Linked DNA regions of Anas platyrhynchos: region 2 is linked to region 1. Evidence: chromatin contacts called from public Hi-C data. All regions are on one chromosome and are shown on one strand. Each heading gives the region's core, a stretch centred on a gene start, on an enhancer-like site or on the middle of the called end of the contact. The rest is flanking DNA. Distances are from core to core; before and after follow the strand shown. Region 1 overlaps USP53 (ubiquitin specific peptidase 53). Region 2 overlaps SYNPO2 (synaptopodin 2).

Region 1 (7,116 bases), core at 2,913-5,412:
TTTGCTTAGTTCTCAGTTTCCCAAGGAATTATTTTATTTGGCATACAGAAGTTATAAAAAAAGGCCAAAGAAACAGACTTACCAAGACAGGACCAAAGGTTCATCTAGAGTACTTTCAGTCTGCACCAGTAGCCAGCAGCAGGTGCTTATGGAAAGAGTAAAGAGGATAGTAATGGTTGTATTTTGGAGCTGTATTCTTCTGACCCTAGTGTACTTGGCTGTTTTATGGACTTTCCAAACGGGAGACTGAGATTGCGGTATCCAGTTCCAATTAAAACACTTTTATTCCATGCCTTTATCTTTCCTTTCTCTGTTCCTCTCTCTGCTCCTGTCCCTCCCAACCAACTAAGCAAAACTACACCATGCAAAACCCTTATGGGCTTTATTTGAATAATGATATGAATAAATATGAATATTTGAATAATGATACAAATAAATGCACATACACTCCCTTTAAACCATGTTTAGAATTGTGGTTACTATAGCTGCCTTGAACAGTGATTTCTACAGTTTAACCATGTTTTTTTAAAATGTCCTTCAATAGGTAACTTAATGAGATGACCAAATACTCCTTGTATCTTTTTTGAGAGACTTGTAAATGTAAATAACATGATTCATTAGGAATCTGCTTACACTGTTGTTTAACCTTTTGTCAAAGAAAAAATATACTTTATCTAAATACACATGATTTCTTGGGACTTTCCAGTTTTATTGGGTGACCAGTAAAACTTTAGACCAATAAAATCTTCTGAAAGATTTTATGTGATTGGTATATAGAAATGATTGACAGTACCAATACCAGAATCCAAAGGAATTACTTGAATTATTTGACAAGGTGGAAAAAAATGACTTCTGTTTTCCTGCCTTTTAGGTTCTTTCTGCCTTTTTCTTTCACTGTTTTTCTTGCTTTCCTGTCCTTTCAATAACAAGTCTTTTATAGCAAAGTTGCCACCATGTATCTTCTCTGCTTTACTTTGGAAGAAGGAAGGAAATAGCAGGGTGTTTGTCAGCTCCCTGTCAGGGTTGGTAAGGCACACTTTTTGCTGAACTAGAACAGCAAAAGTTAACAACTCTGCTGAATTTTCCTCTTGCATCTGCAACTGTAATCTTCTGGTTTTCTTCCAGTTTGAGGAAAAAGTGAGAGACCAAGTGGCGATATCAATTCTGTTGTTGCAACAAAGTATGAATATAAAAGCAATAAATAGCAAAAATAATGCATAGCAAAATGTGAAACTAGGAAAACGGACGAGATAGAATGTTAGCTAACAAGTTTCACGTATTTAAAATGTTGAGGGATTTCTGCACTGAATTCAAGCTTCTCATAAATGCTGCTGTATAGGTGTTTCACTTTGAAATAATCAAGGTGTAACCTATTAGCACTGAAAATTTGTTTTGGACATGGGTGATAGTGATGATAAATTGGAATAGACTACCACACTGGTAGTTTCCTTTTGCTGCACTAAGTGGTAATTATTGGGGGGGAAAAAAATCAAATAAATGGAATTGTGTGTCATCTGTTCTGCTTGAAAATCACTCTTGAAAAAAGATATTCAAAACAGTTGTGCTTTCTCAGTTGTGATCTCTGTTAGTATGCACTCTTTAAAAATTTTATGAAGCTTTTTCTGTTTATAGTGAGGAAAAAGTGCAGTTTGTATTCCTTTCTCACTAGTGACACATTTCTGTTAAGTTGTTGATAGCTTTGGAAATCGACTGTCTTTATTAAGCAGACCAGGGTGATACTACACAACAAATTATCTTGATTATTTCTGCATTGTGCAGTGGACATCCTGCTCCTCTACAGTGGGGCTGGGATGAGTGGGCATGTGCAATCTCCAGAACAAACTGGGATACACCAGCCCCATGAACTGTACGTTTTTCAACTGTCCACATTAAAGGATGCAGTTCATCCTAAATTCATCTGCGTCATTGCAGCCTGTCATGCATGCTAGGTGTGTTAAAAGTATTCAAGTGCCACCTTCACTATTTTATGTATCTTCTGTAAAGCATTTTAGTCAAAAATGCGGCAGTAATGATAACAAGCGCCAAAATTACACACAGGCAAAATTTTTATGCTTGCATGCATTCAAGGAAGTAATGTTTGTGATCACATGGCAATAGTTGAACCTTTCAAATTATGCGTGTGCTTATTTTACAGTGAGCAGAACTTGTCAACCAAAAAAGCTGAAAATGTGTTACATTCCGTATCCCAGCAGAACAGAAACTTTTATGGTAAGAATTTTAACTTGTATAAAGAATAAGAAGCTTTCTAGAAATAATTTACATATACCAGTATTGCAATACTAACATACTGATATCACATAAGAGATAGATTTCTGATTTTTTTTATTTTATAATGTTGCTGCAAGTTTGTCCTGATATTTCATAAAAGTGAAAAATGTATAAAAGTTATCATTTTAATGGCAACACATAATGTTGTTTGTATCTAGGTCAAGAAAGGCATGGAGTTGGTGGCTGTTTTGTGCCAGTGTGTAACTTCTACTGGCTGGTGTAGGTTTTCTGTACAAGCACCAGAAACACAAGTTTTTACCAGTACACGTGATTTTTGGATGACGTTATGCTGGCATTCACTTTCGCTGCCTTTAATCAGTATTTTCTTTTTAATCCAATGCAAATGGTTAAATGTGAATGCTCATCTCCAATGCACCCCCCCCCCCCCCCCCAAAAAAAAAAAAAAAAGGCAAAATTAAATGCAGTCCTTCTGTCCATTCCCCGTGTCTTCCCAAAAAAAAAACCACTTCCATGAGTGTTCTTAGTGGATACTAAGGAAGATTTTTTTTAAATGTCTGGGTATGCTGTGGTACCCTTTCTTTTCCTTTAAGATAAGAAGCAATATCAGGAAGAAACAACTTGTAATAAGGAAATCTACTTCCTTTTACATACTAATATGTCTGCTGCGTTTTTATAAATGCCGTGGCATATAAATATTATAGGTCAGCATGAGGCCAGCCAAAATCATTATCTACTGTTGCTGGAACAATGGAATAGTGCTCGTACAAAGAGGTGCAATAAATATTAAGACACTTCCTCAGGAAATGTTTGATTTTTTTATAGGTATCATACTACTTTTCAAAGAATTGTATACTACAGATTCTTCTAAGACTTAAATTTGAGAGAGGTGATGCATATGCCATACCACATTGTTATTCCAATTACTTTTTGGTTGTAAAAAGAGAACTGATTTGGTGGTGTTTTTTTTTTTTCATCTTGACAAAAGCAAAAGCCCTCAAACCCAATTTTGCATGGAATGCAAAGATCTAATTTTGTATGATATTTTTTCTACTGTAGTTCTGTAGTATAACTATTTTTATCATTACTAATGGAAAAAAGTATATAAACACTGGGGTAGCAAAGAAGGAAAAAAAGCCACTACTGAAAATATAAAAAACCCACTGTCAGAATGAGAAATAGTTGGGTTCAAACAGTGTTCCAATTTATTGCTAAATATTCCCTAGAGATTACTGTGTACTGTACTTGATTATATTTAAAATTTTGATCATGTTACAAATACTTCTTCAAAACTGTTACCTATTCCAAGTGATCCTCACAGTTATCATAAAACATAATTGTCATAAAGCATTGGTGTAAAATTCCCATCTTTCCATTAATTCTGTTTCACTAACTGGTTTCGTAACAAAACCATATTAATTCTAAATTAAACGTGAAATTTTCATGTGTGCATGTTTTGGAAAACCACTTTTACTGTAAAAGATAAATGGGCTGAAAAGAACTCTGAATAATTTGATTACGTACATGGCCAAGGTTAAAGATTTAGACATAGGTTTTTTGCTTGTGTAAAAAGTGTCAGAACACCTTTAGGAAAAAGAGTAGTAGTCATTTACAGGTACCAGTTGTACTGCCTTATGTTATGGTTCTGAATACATAGAACTGGTAGGTAAATACCATATAGATTCCTAGAAAATGGTACTTCAACAAGGAAATATCTAGTCCTTTCTGAGAGAGGAACAAAACATAAGAAATGTTTGTTAGCTGCTCCTGGCAACTTGAAAAAATAACTTACTGTCTCTTCTTGAGAAAATAACCTTGAACTTTTAATTATGCCCACTGTTTGCATAACTGTGCTTTGCCAGTTCCCGATTTTAACAGGAGCTGAATGAGGCTACTGTTCAGTGGTTCAGGAATTGTGTCCTTGACTTACAAAAATAAACTTATTGTTAGAACATTTTAAAGATAGTAACGTATCACACAGTGGTTATGTAGATCAAATGGCTGCTTCTTTCACTACTAGTAAGCAGTAGATAACTTGCACTAAAGCAAATGTCCCACATGGCCAGCAATTAAACCTAGAAACTGTGTTTTCTAGATTTTATTTTTTTCAAAGTTCAGAGTACTTTTTGAACTATCCCTTCAGTCAAATAAAACGGTAATTCAAATGGAGTGAACGCTGATTGGAAAAAAAAGATGTGCTCAGCATCAATGCCTTAAGTTAATAATTCGTTCCATTTGAAAACAATTGCATCGCATTTGCAGAGTGGTGTTTTTAATATTGTAAATCCAGAGCTTTTTCTTTTAATAGTTGTTGAGCTCACTAGTATGAGACAATTTCAACCAAAATCTTGAATCATTCGGAAGCTCTTGTGAATATGGAAACAACCCCCAGACTGCCTTTAATTCTTTGTGACTTCAGAAAACCATACTTCTGAAAAAAAAACACACGTATCATCCTAGGAAAAACATACAGTAATATTTAAAATGTGCTTCTAAAGGAAAATCCAGTTGTTAACCTTTCTGCTGCTGTCTCTGTCTATTTTGTTTGAAGAACTGAGTAATGAATTGAAGCATCCAGCTACTTACTTTCCTTAATGCAAACCAGAAATAAACAAATGTCTTTCTGTAGTGTCTATAAATGACAGATGAAAGACAAACAAAAACCCTCAGAACGAAATTCTAAACTTTGAAGGTTTCCAAATGCAGTCAGATAAGCCTCAAAGGTTGAAATTTTAAGTGCTCTCATTTCTGTTGTTCACTTTATGAATATAAGAAGTTTGAAATTTAAAATCAACAAAGCAAAGGTTAAGGTTCAGATTTTTAAAATAAAGACCCAATAAACTTGATAGGAAGGGCAGATCGTAATGAAGGGAGGATAACAGTTGATAGTCTGGTGAGTTGTTTCACTTCAGAACTTACTTGAGCTCTCACATGTGCAAGTATTTTAAAAAAAAAAAAAAAAAAAAAGTAAAGCTGTATTTTCATTTTGCCTGGATGTTAAGAGCCAAGGAAAAAAAAATCTGCTAAAAAGTATATAATAAAAGTTTTACAACTGCATGTTGTTCTAAAAAGAGAGTTTATTCAATAAAATGATTTTTTTAAAAGATTTTTTTTTTAAATACAGTATTTTTAAACAAATTATAATGTGTTTACCTTCTTTTCTGGAACAGTTTTTGTTCCACATTTCCAAAGCTTCCAGTAAGTTCATCTGTGATTTCAGTTGAACACAGAAAAATGTCCATGTGCAGGGAGAAGAATTTACCACAGGACATTCTTACTGGCAACTTAAAAATAAAATAAAATAAAACAACAAAAAACGCTCATCAGGAAATCAAAACTACAGGAAACATGCAGCTAAAACATTAGTAAGAATTTGATATATTTTTTTTATGTACAGAAATTGGGCATTGCAGAATTGTACAAATGTTCTGTATATGTAAATTAAGTCATTATAGGAAAAAAACTTTTGCTTTACTTGTTGGCTATAGAATGGGTATTAATCTTTTTACAAATCTAGATCGGCTATTCAGCTGTGAAAATAGCTGTTGATAAATCTTTTAAGATTGGCTTGTATTTGAGAAACCAGAGCTACCTTTACTTATTGGTAAGCTGCTTGTGACCTGTTGATAAGGTTGTCAGTCTGCAGCTGAGCACAGTGCTCATGTGTCCCATATTTGGGTTTGCAAAGAATCTGGAGCCAAAATTCCCTATAGAGCCTGCGCCTGGTTTTAACCTTGCATGGATCTCATGTCAGCAGAAGAGAAAATAACACGTCTATTTTTAAGTTAGCTGGAATTCTGAAGACAAATCACCTGGTATTGCTGAGCAGCTTTGGTTGAGTGTGCCATAAGCATGCTAAAGAAACAGTTTACTACCCTTTGCTGCCGCCTCCTGACAGATTTATGATACTGCCTCTTGGAAGGACTTAATGTGCTAAATTCCTTCAGAGTTTGTCTTGGAATGCACTTCACATCAGTCGGGTTTTGGAATTAAAGAGCAGTTGTACATGTATGGTCAACTTGTATGTGATTTTTAAGTAGGAATGCTCTTGTATAAAAACCTGTATATTCAAAGACTTAAAAACATTAGCTACAGACATGGTTAATCTAGAAAATTATTTGACTAATTTATTCCTAGACTGTATGCTGAAGGTGGGTCTGTGATTAAATACCAAACTGAAAATATTCACAGGAATTAATGCGACAGGGTCTGTATTTTTCTCAGTAAAGTGATTTACAGTTCATTAAAATCTGTAGCAGAATGAAATGTTTTCTATTTGATTACCTCAGTGTTAGTTATCTCTGATGCCATGGCCTGCTGGAGAAGTTTTGAACTTCCTTTCAGGTTAGTCACTTGACCCTTGCCAGTGTCACAAGGGCACATTCAGTAACCATGTTTTCACATAAGTGTTCTTTCTAGGGTTGTGGTACTGTTTACCATGCTGGAATAGCAAGAATTTTTTTTAGTTTCAAGGCTCGAAGGAAAGCTGTATTGAAGGCTTTGTCTCTTCAGGTATATGCCTTTTTAGCCTCTACAACCTGTGTCTTTGTCAAAGATTTAACTTCTTTAATCTTTTATCTGTTAAAAGATAGGGCAGATACTGACCCTTGAAGTAAATCTCCAGCATTGCCCCAAAGTTTTTAGTTTAGTTCTCCTCTGTTGGGTTTTTGACTCAAGTCAAAAATGAGTTCATGAGTCAAAAGAATGCTTCCAAGACTTAAAAACTGGGAAAAATAAAACATGCAAATAATAATATATATTAAAAAACCCACAACTTATTAAGATTACATCAGTTAAGAATAGATACAAATTTTTATAGCTTTTGCTGATTAAAAAGAGGACAGCCTATGTTAGCTAATTTCCAACAGG
Region 2 (7,116 bases), core at 2,785-5,284, 110 kb before region 1:
TGTGGGAATCCTCTGTACACCACGAGGTAGGGAAATACCAGTGAAACAACACCACTCTTTGCAACTAACAATTTGCAAAATCTTTCTCCTCTCTTTTTCCAGGATCCTTATCCAGATTTCCTAGCTTTCAGAACACAAAGCGAGTGGTTATAAAAAGATCTGCCCTTTCAATATTACTTTTTCTTTTTTTTTTTTTTTTTTTTTTTAACCAACCATGATACAACTTTGCCTGAAGTAAAACGTCCAGGAGATTCCACTGATCGCGTTGTGAATTCGGCATGGCAAGTGCAAGCCTTAATTTCACAGCTTGGCATAATGTTATTTTTTAATGAATCTATTCAGCTTGAAAGAGAAATGTTATGCAAAGAAGAAACTTGATGACAAGATATTTAAAAAACTGTGGATTCAGAAGCTCTGAACTTACTGCTGGTAGATTTCTTGGGAAAATACGTGACCTGGTATTTACATGACACACTTGGTGCTACCTTTACAACTTCATAGTACCCATGACAATGACTGCTCTTATTTTATCCTAAACTTTACTTTTGCATGTAATTATAAAAGGGAAGGGTAATGTTTTGGCAAGTGCTTTTCAGGTTGGATGCTTACTACAGGAAGCACTTTAGGTTTCTTATCAAATGATTAAAACAGTAATCCTGAAGCTTAGTGGTATGTGTTGGAAGGATCTTTACGGAGACAGATTCTCCTCTTCCTTTATAAACGGAGACTAACCACATAATGATATTTCCATGGTTTAAACAGAGGCTTCCTTAAGTAAGGCCAGCAAAAAGTTTTTTATTTATTTTTTTTATACCATGCTAATCAAGTCTCACATTACTCTGCGGTTTTCAGAGGAAAAAAATATATTCTTGTTTGTAATGATCTTGACAAAATGTTTTTAATTTCAATGCATGTGAAATTTTCACAAAGTTACATGGAAGTATATTGTAACAGTAACTGTTCACTCTCTTAGGCTGAGGAAATGCCGCTATGAGAAAAATAACTTACCAAACCATGCTTACAGATGGACTAAGTAGATGAAGTCTTGTGTGCAGGGCAATCAATATATCAGTAGTGTTTTTAAACAAGAATCCTTGATTATATTGTATGGTTTGAGACAGACATCTTAAAAACATAACTCTGACAATGGAAAGATATGTTGCTACAAAAGTAAACAGGCCATTTCTAATTAGGCATAAAGACTAAATTGTTGAACAGATGGAGCGCTACTCTTGACGTTTCCACATAAACCCAAAACAAGAGATTGACTATTTTAAGAAATTCAGAACATACAGAAGAAAAGAAGGAACATTATGGAAATAAAATACCCGCCAAACCACCGTAACACATGTTGGGTTACAAAGGCTGCCAGGGAGCACCACTCTCACTCATTTCACTATGAGCTTTACTTGTTTTCAAAGCCAAGAATTCAGTATACTTATATCAGAATCAATGGTTTCTGTACAGGAACAGCCTATAGACAAATATTTTCAAAATTTAAAGAAAGTTCTAGAGAAAATACACTTTTTTTTTTTTTTCCTAATTGAGAAAAACATCAATAACTGCCACTGATTTTTTCTTTGATCTGTGAGAATGCTACTTCTCACAGTCTCACTGTGCAGGTTGTTGTTGGTATATGGCTTTACTACTGGGAGCAAAACTAAAGGATGGGCATCTGGGTACACTTAGATTTCTTCCTGGAATTTTGGTAATTTTCCCCCATCAGGTCTATAGCTTAAAAATGGAGCTTAAGCAGCCCTAAATAGTTGAAGATGTGGTGACAAGAAAACCTCAGTATCTGTCTGCAGTTTTGTTTTCTTTGGTTAAATAACCACATTTAGGTATATGTGGGTATTTCTGCCAGTCCTAGCCTTACTACCTAAGAATCTTTTGTGAACTGAAAAGTGGGCTGTGAATTTCTTCAGAAAACATTGGCACATAATTTCTTTCTTCTTCTTTGGCGGATATCAGAAAGTGCAGAAGTATGACAAATGAGATTTTTTATTTTTTTTTCATGATGGCTTTCCATTAAAATTTCAAATGATTCCACAAAATGAGAAGGAGCAACATGACTTGTTATGTTGATATACATCTGCAGTTGTGCTGTACTCTGCTGCACAGCTGTAAGCATTTCAGATATATTTCCTCATCCTAAGATTACTTTCAGAGAGATGGTTTGTAGGGAAACTAGACCAACCTGGTCCTGCTAAAGGAAAGCTACCAAAGCCAGGGCCTGACCCTTCTGTATATACAATTATTAAAAAACACAATCTTAAACACTACTGTTTAGATTGCAAAATGAGGCACTTGAAACGAATGTGTCACCTAATTTCAGCCCTCTCAAGCATTTGTGTGACAAAACCACCTGTAATCACATCATCACTTGCTTATTTATTTTTTTCCCCATAGAACTCCTAACTCAATTCGGGGCACAGAATGGTACTGCTCAACTGATGAATAGCTCTTCACTGATTTGTAATGACACTGTTCTGTGCTTAGCACTGTTTCTTATCTAATGTACGCTCTTGAAAGTATGCTCTTCATACAGAATTATTTATTTCCTCATAGATTTTTTTGTTAGTATCCGACTGATTCAGAAGCTGTAATATATTTTTACACCACTGCATTTTACAAATGAGTAAATGAAGATGGAAGCATTGATATTAGGAAACTCAGTAGCCTTGGGTGCCCAGTTCAAGACATTCAGCATCTTCAGATCATATAAGAACTAGTCAATATATCGAAAGCATGGTTCTCCTTAACATCAGTCCATGAGTATTCACAGGTTACAGGTCTCCAGGTGGAAGCCCAGAGAAGGGAATACTGAGTGACCAGCACTGAAATCCACCCAGTGAAAGCATCTTTCACAGAATATACTCCTTTACCATATAATCATAGTATTTGCTAAAGGAAACCCTGAAATTGCACTGGATGGGGCAGAAGCCCTGAAATGTAATAAAAATGCATATGCACTGGCCAATGATGCTTTTGAATATTTGACCTTCCAATTTTACTTGCATTGTTTCAAGGTAACTTTGTGTGTTAAAGACCCAAGGTTTTTTTTGAAACAAACCAAACCCCAGAAACTATTATATAGCACACTGTAACCAACAAGGTCCTCCAACATAGCCTGAACTACCCCAAACAATTGCCATCATGCTACTACAGTAAATGGCAGCAAGTGCATGTTGACATCTGGCTGTGAGCCACCACTGGGAGGATGGCACAGCTTTCTGGTGTGGCTCTGCAGTCTTTTCTGACATCAGTGAGATCCAGGAAGGACAAACTCCATTCTTCCAGGGATTAAATTTCTCTGGAGCTCTAGAGGAAAGTACACAGTAATCAGCACAGGTTCTTTTCCCCCAGTGTGACTTCATGGCCCCATTTCTTCATCTTATCTCTTTCTTGTCCTGGTCTCCAAATCGTAGCCTCGTTGAGAGCTACACAGGTCAATTTTCTATTCCTTTATCTTTTCATCCAAACTCGGGAATCTTGGCCATCAATACCTATTCTCATCACTCTCCAAGCCAGTGCTGAATACAGTTTTTCCTTCTGCATCAAGTATTCCTATATCCTGTTTTTGTTTTGTCCAGCCTCTTCTCTGTCCTTCCCTTGCCTGTTTCTTCCACCCTGTTGAAATTCCGCTTCTTGCTGCTCCGTATTTAAATCAGGTGCTTTCCCCTTTGAAGCTGCTGGGGCCAAACAGGAGCTCTGGAGCTTTGCCAAGAGGCATAATGCTCTGCAGTGCACCTCAGTCCTGATCAGTCAGCGTGCAGCCTTGTGTTCAGTCCCAGTGTTGTGACATGTGGGTATGCACCATACTCCCACACGCAGTACTTTTTTTGTGAATGAAAACTGAACTGTGCAGCAAGTGCAGGAGCTGTAGTACACCTCAGTGACTTCTCCTGTGGAGACAGACAAAGCCTGCAGTTTAGACAGGCAGAGAAAGCAGAAGATCTATCTCCTTGTTCTTCTGTGTGTGCCCAGACATTTCACGACATACAGCAGCTTAGAGTTGTAATAATGAATAGAATCCCACTGCCTAACAGAGTATCAGTGCTGTCCTGAGCTCTCAGGAACTATCTGAGCATCAGATAAGGTGTTCCTACTGAGCCTGACTTTCCTGCTGAGCCAGTATTAACTAAAATTACAGAAATGTTCTCAGCTTGGATATAAATAGGCAAGTCTGAATACACTTCAGACACAAAGAGGATTAGTCTCAGAACAATTCTAAAGCATGAAGTAGCAGTACTGCTTTTCAAGGAAAAGGAGGCTAGCGTTTTTTGTCATTTCCCTACTCTCACTCCTTCAAATTGTTGAGCCATATGGGTTCACTTGGTTAAAATGTATGTCAGATGGTTGAATCATCTGGGATGAAGTAAATAGGAAAAACAAACAAACAAACAAAAAACAACACACAAGGCTGAAGACTTTGTTTTGGAATATTTGATAAGAAAATTATATGGAATTGGATAATTTGGAAATGTTCAGAAACAATAGTGCCATGACTTTCAAGAATCACAATACATTCAATATAGTTTTGATTTGATTTGATTTTAGAAGAAAAAAAAAAAAAAGAAAACACAGTCTTCATTTAATATTAATTTTAAACTCTTTCATTGACAATACAAAATAGAAAGGTCGAAAACTAGGACCAACTTTGCACTTGTTTTTCAAACTTTTATTCACAAGTAAGTCAGGCTTCATGTTCTAAGACCTTCTTCAAAACTGTAATATTAAAGTCCAGAAGGTGGCAGCAAATATTCTTCCTTACCAGAAATAGACTGTCCCTTCCAAGGAAAAATAAGATGCCTTTTGCCAAAAATGTTTCAGCTATTTGCTTGTTATAGACATAATTGTATTTGTTTTTATAATCATATATTGATGAATATTAAATATTAATAGAAAGAACCAATTTTCGTTCATTTACACAGATGCAAACTGAGCAATAACAAGTGAGAGGTTAGTAGCACTCTTCTCGCTTCTTCTCCATGTGTGCTGTAGGTGTTCTGCATTAGTGAAGGCACAATTTTATATCTTTATGTTCAACCATTATTTGACAACTACAAGGAATTTATTGTCAAATCCAGAATTTTTCACAATGTGATTCTAATCTATTACAATTCCTAGTATAGCTACTGACAAAGCTTTAATTGTTACAGACAGGTAAGACTCCCTGTCTCTCCAGCCATTAATACCCCCACAGACAAAAATGATGCAGTCCAATTTTACAAGTTTCCTTTTGCCTGCTATAAATTATTTCCAGGGTTTTAAATTTTACTTCCAAATTTTTGGTAGTTATATTGTAAAGTAGCTGCAGTATTTATTCTAGAGCTGGCAGCATTTTGGAGAGAAAATGTTTTCATTATATGTTTAAATTGTAAGTGGTTTCAGATAACAAAAAGCTACAATAAGATAATCGATGTCTTCTTTCTACATGAGTCAGATTAAAAATCTGAAATGGAAAGAAAGATTTGAAAGAGATATAAACATAAAAATATATAAAAATCAGGTATTATTTATTTTGTCCTACCATCTTCTCAATAGTTTGATCTCTAACTGAAGTAGCAATTACAAGTTGATAGAAAGCAAAATGACAAATGCATCACCGAACTTTTTATAAAGACAGAGTCATACTTTGCAATAGTCCAATTGTTTTAACCACTTCCCTTTCCTTTGTTCCCTTTTGGTATAAACATTAGCCAGATGCTAATGTTAACTCTGATTTGAACCTGCTTTGATATGTGATTAAGGCCTATGACTCAAATGAAAAGACAAAAATAAAAATGTTATACTGACTTAGAAACCTAAATCATTTTTTTAAAGCAACTCAACCAGATGAGAGTCTGTGTTGCAGAGTTTCACTGAGACACGGAATATTAAGAGCCCAAGCTACTTCTAGAGCTTTTTAATATATGAACTTTATAATATATGAGCTATAAATAAAGCTTTTTAATCTATGTCCCTTAACTGGTGAAAAGGCAGTTTCAGCAGGTAAACATATGAACAGTTTTCCCTTACTAAGGAGATGCACCACCTGAGACAGAAAAGGTTATTGTGAAATCATTTCACTAAGTAGCATTTTGCATTCCCATTTGGCCTGTAAAATGAAAAAGATCTTACTAACTTTTGACATTTATATTTGCACTATGTTATGAAATCAATTATTGCATTTTTGTCTTTCAGCATTTCATAATTACCAAGAAATTCGAAAAATCATTAAGTTCCAAATGACAGGTTTTTGATTGGAGTATTACTGAATCAGAGGTATACATTCTCACTCTTTCCACTTACAATGAAAAAGAAAACGTATGTGTACACAGAATTTTCATAAGTAGTGTTTACATTCATTTATTTATACTGAAAAAGTTACTTTGGGGAGTAATATTATATTTGTTTTAGTTCTAGTTATTATATGTATGCCACTATTACATAGTATGCCACTATGTAATGCCTATATAATTATTTAGCTAAGTGCACAAGAATCTGCTGCACAGGCTGCTATTAGACTACTTGTATTACAATAGATACTACCATAAGAATCTTAGTAGTGAGCAGACTTTGAGACTAAATTCCTCCCTCTTAAGGTAAATACTGAGGCACTATGGCACAGTGCACTGAACTGATGCATTTGCTATATTTCTTTCAAGGAAGATGAAAGAAATTCTGTAATTTTCTGTAAAAGAGACATGACAATTAGAAATATATCCTCCTGAATCCAAAGGGTTATAACTGCTTCAAGCTGCAGCCACTTTACAAAGCTCAACAGAATTGTTTTGGGCACAAACTGATATTTAATTTTTCTAGATTTATTAAAGATAAAATTCATATAAAATGTTGTTTTGCTCACCCTGAGCTTACTGGAATGGAGATAATGATGATTTTTTTGTATTTTAGGAATGTTGTAATTTAAAATAACTAAGGCTCATTCTAGCCAAATAAATTTTCATCTTCTTGGGACCCCAGGGTCTTCAAACCCTCTTCTGACCATCTTCAGCACAGTTATGATTTCTTCCATTTAGGAAAGGTAAAGAATTTAGCCAGCTCCTTCCAACAAGACCCTCTTCCTTCAAAAATTATTGGTCTACTTTTCCTCCCCATCAAAAGCCAGACACA

The links. A called contact is a pair of places that touch in the nucleus more often than the background predicts.
Region 2: a Hi-C map of small yellow follicle shows a contact between it and region 1, with 3 times the contacts expected there. The contact joins two enhancer-like sites. A contact is called at or near these places in 3 of 8 Hi-C or Micro-C datasets (liver, small yellow follicle and subcutaneous adipose tissue).

The regions. Positions count from the first base shown.
Region 1 is chr4:47,518,362-47,525,477 of IASCAAS_PekinDuck_T2T, reverse strand. USP53 (ubiquitin specific peptidase 53) reads left to right here. Exons shown (of 16, transcript XM_038178857.2): 14 at 2,156-2,229. Among named protein-coding and RNA genes, the nearest start is that of FABP2, 17 kb to the right of the region's middle. Within about 2 kb of position 4,162, at least 4 of the 8 cell types and tissues checked have an H3K27ac peak or open chromatin away from gene starts, as enhancers often do.
Region 2 is chr4:47,623,814-47,630,929 of IASCAAS_PekinDuck_T2T, reverse strand. The region is part of intron 4 of SYNPO2 (synaptopodin 2); the gene reads left to right. Among named protein-coding and RNA genes, the nearest start is that of MYOZ2, 43 kb to the right of the region's middle. Within about 2 kb of position 4,034, at least 2 of the 8 cell types and tissues checked have an H3K27ac peak or open chromatin away from gene starts, as enhancers often do.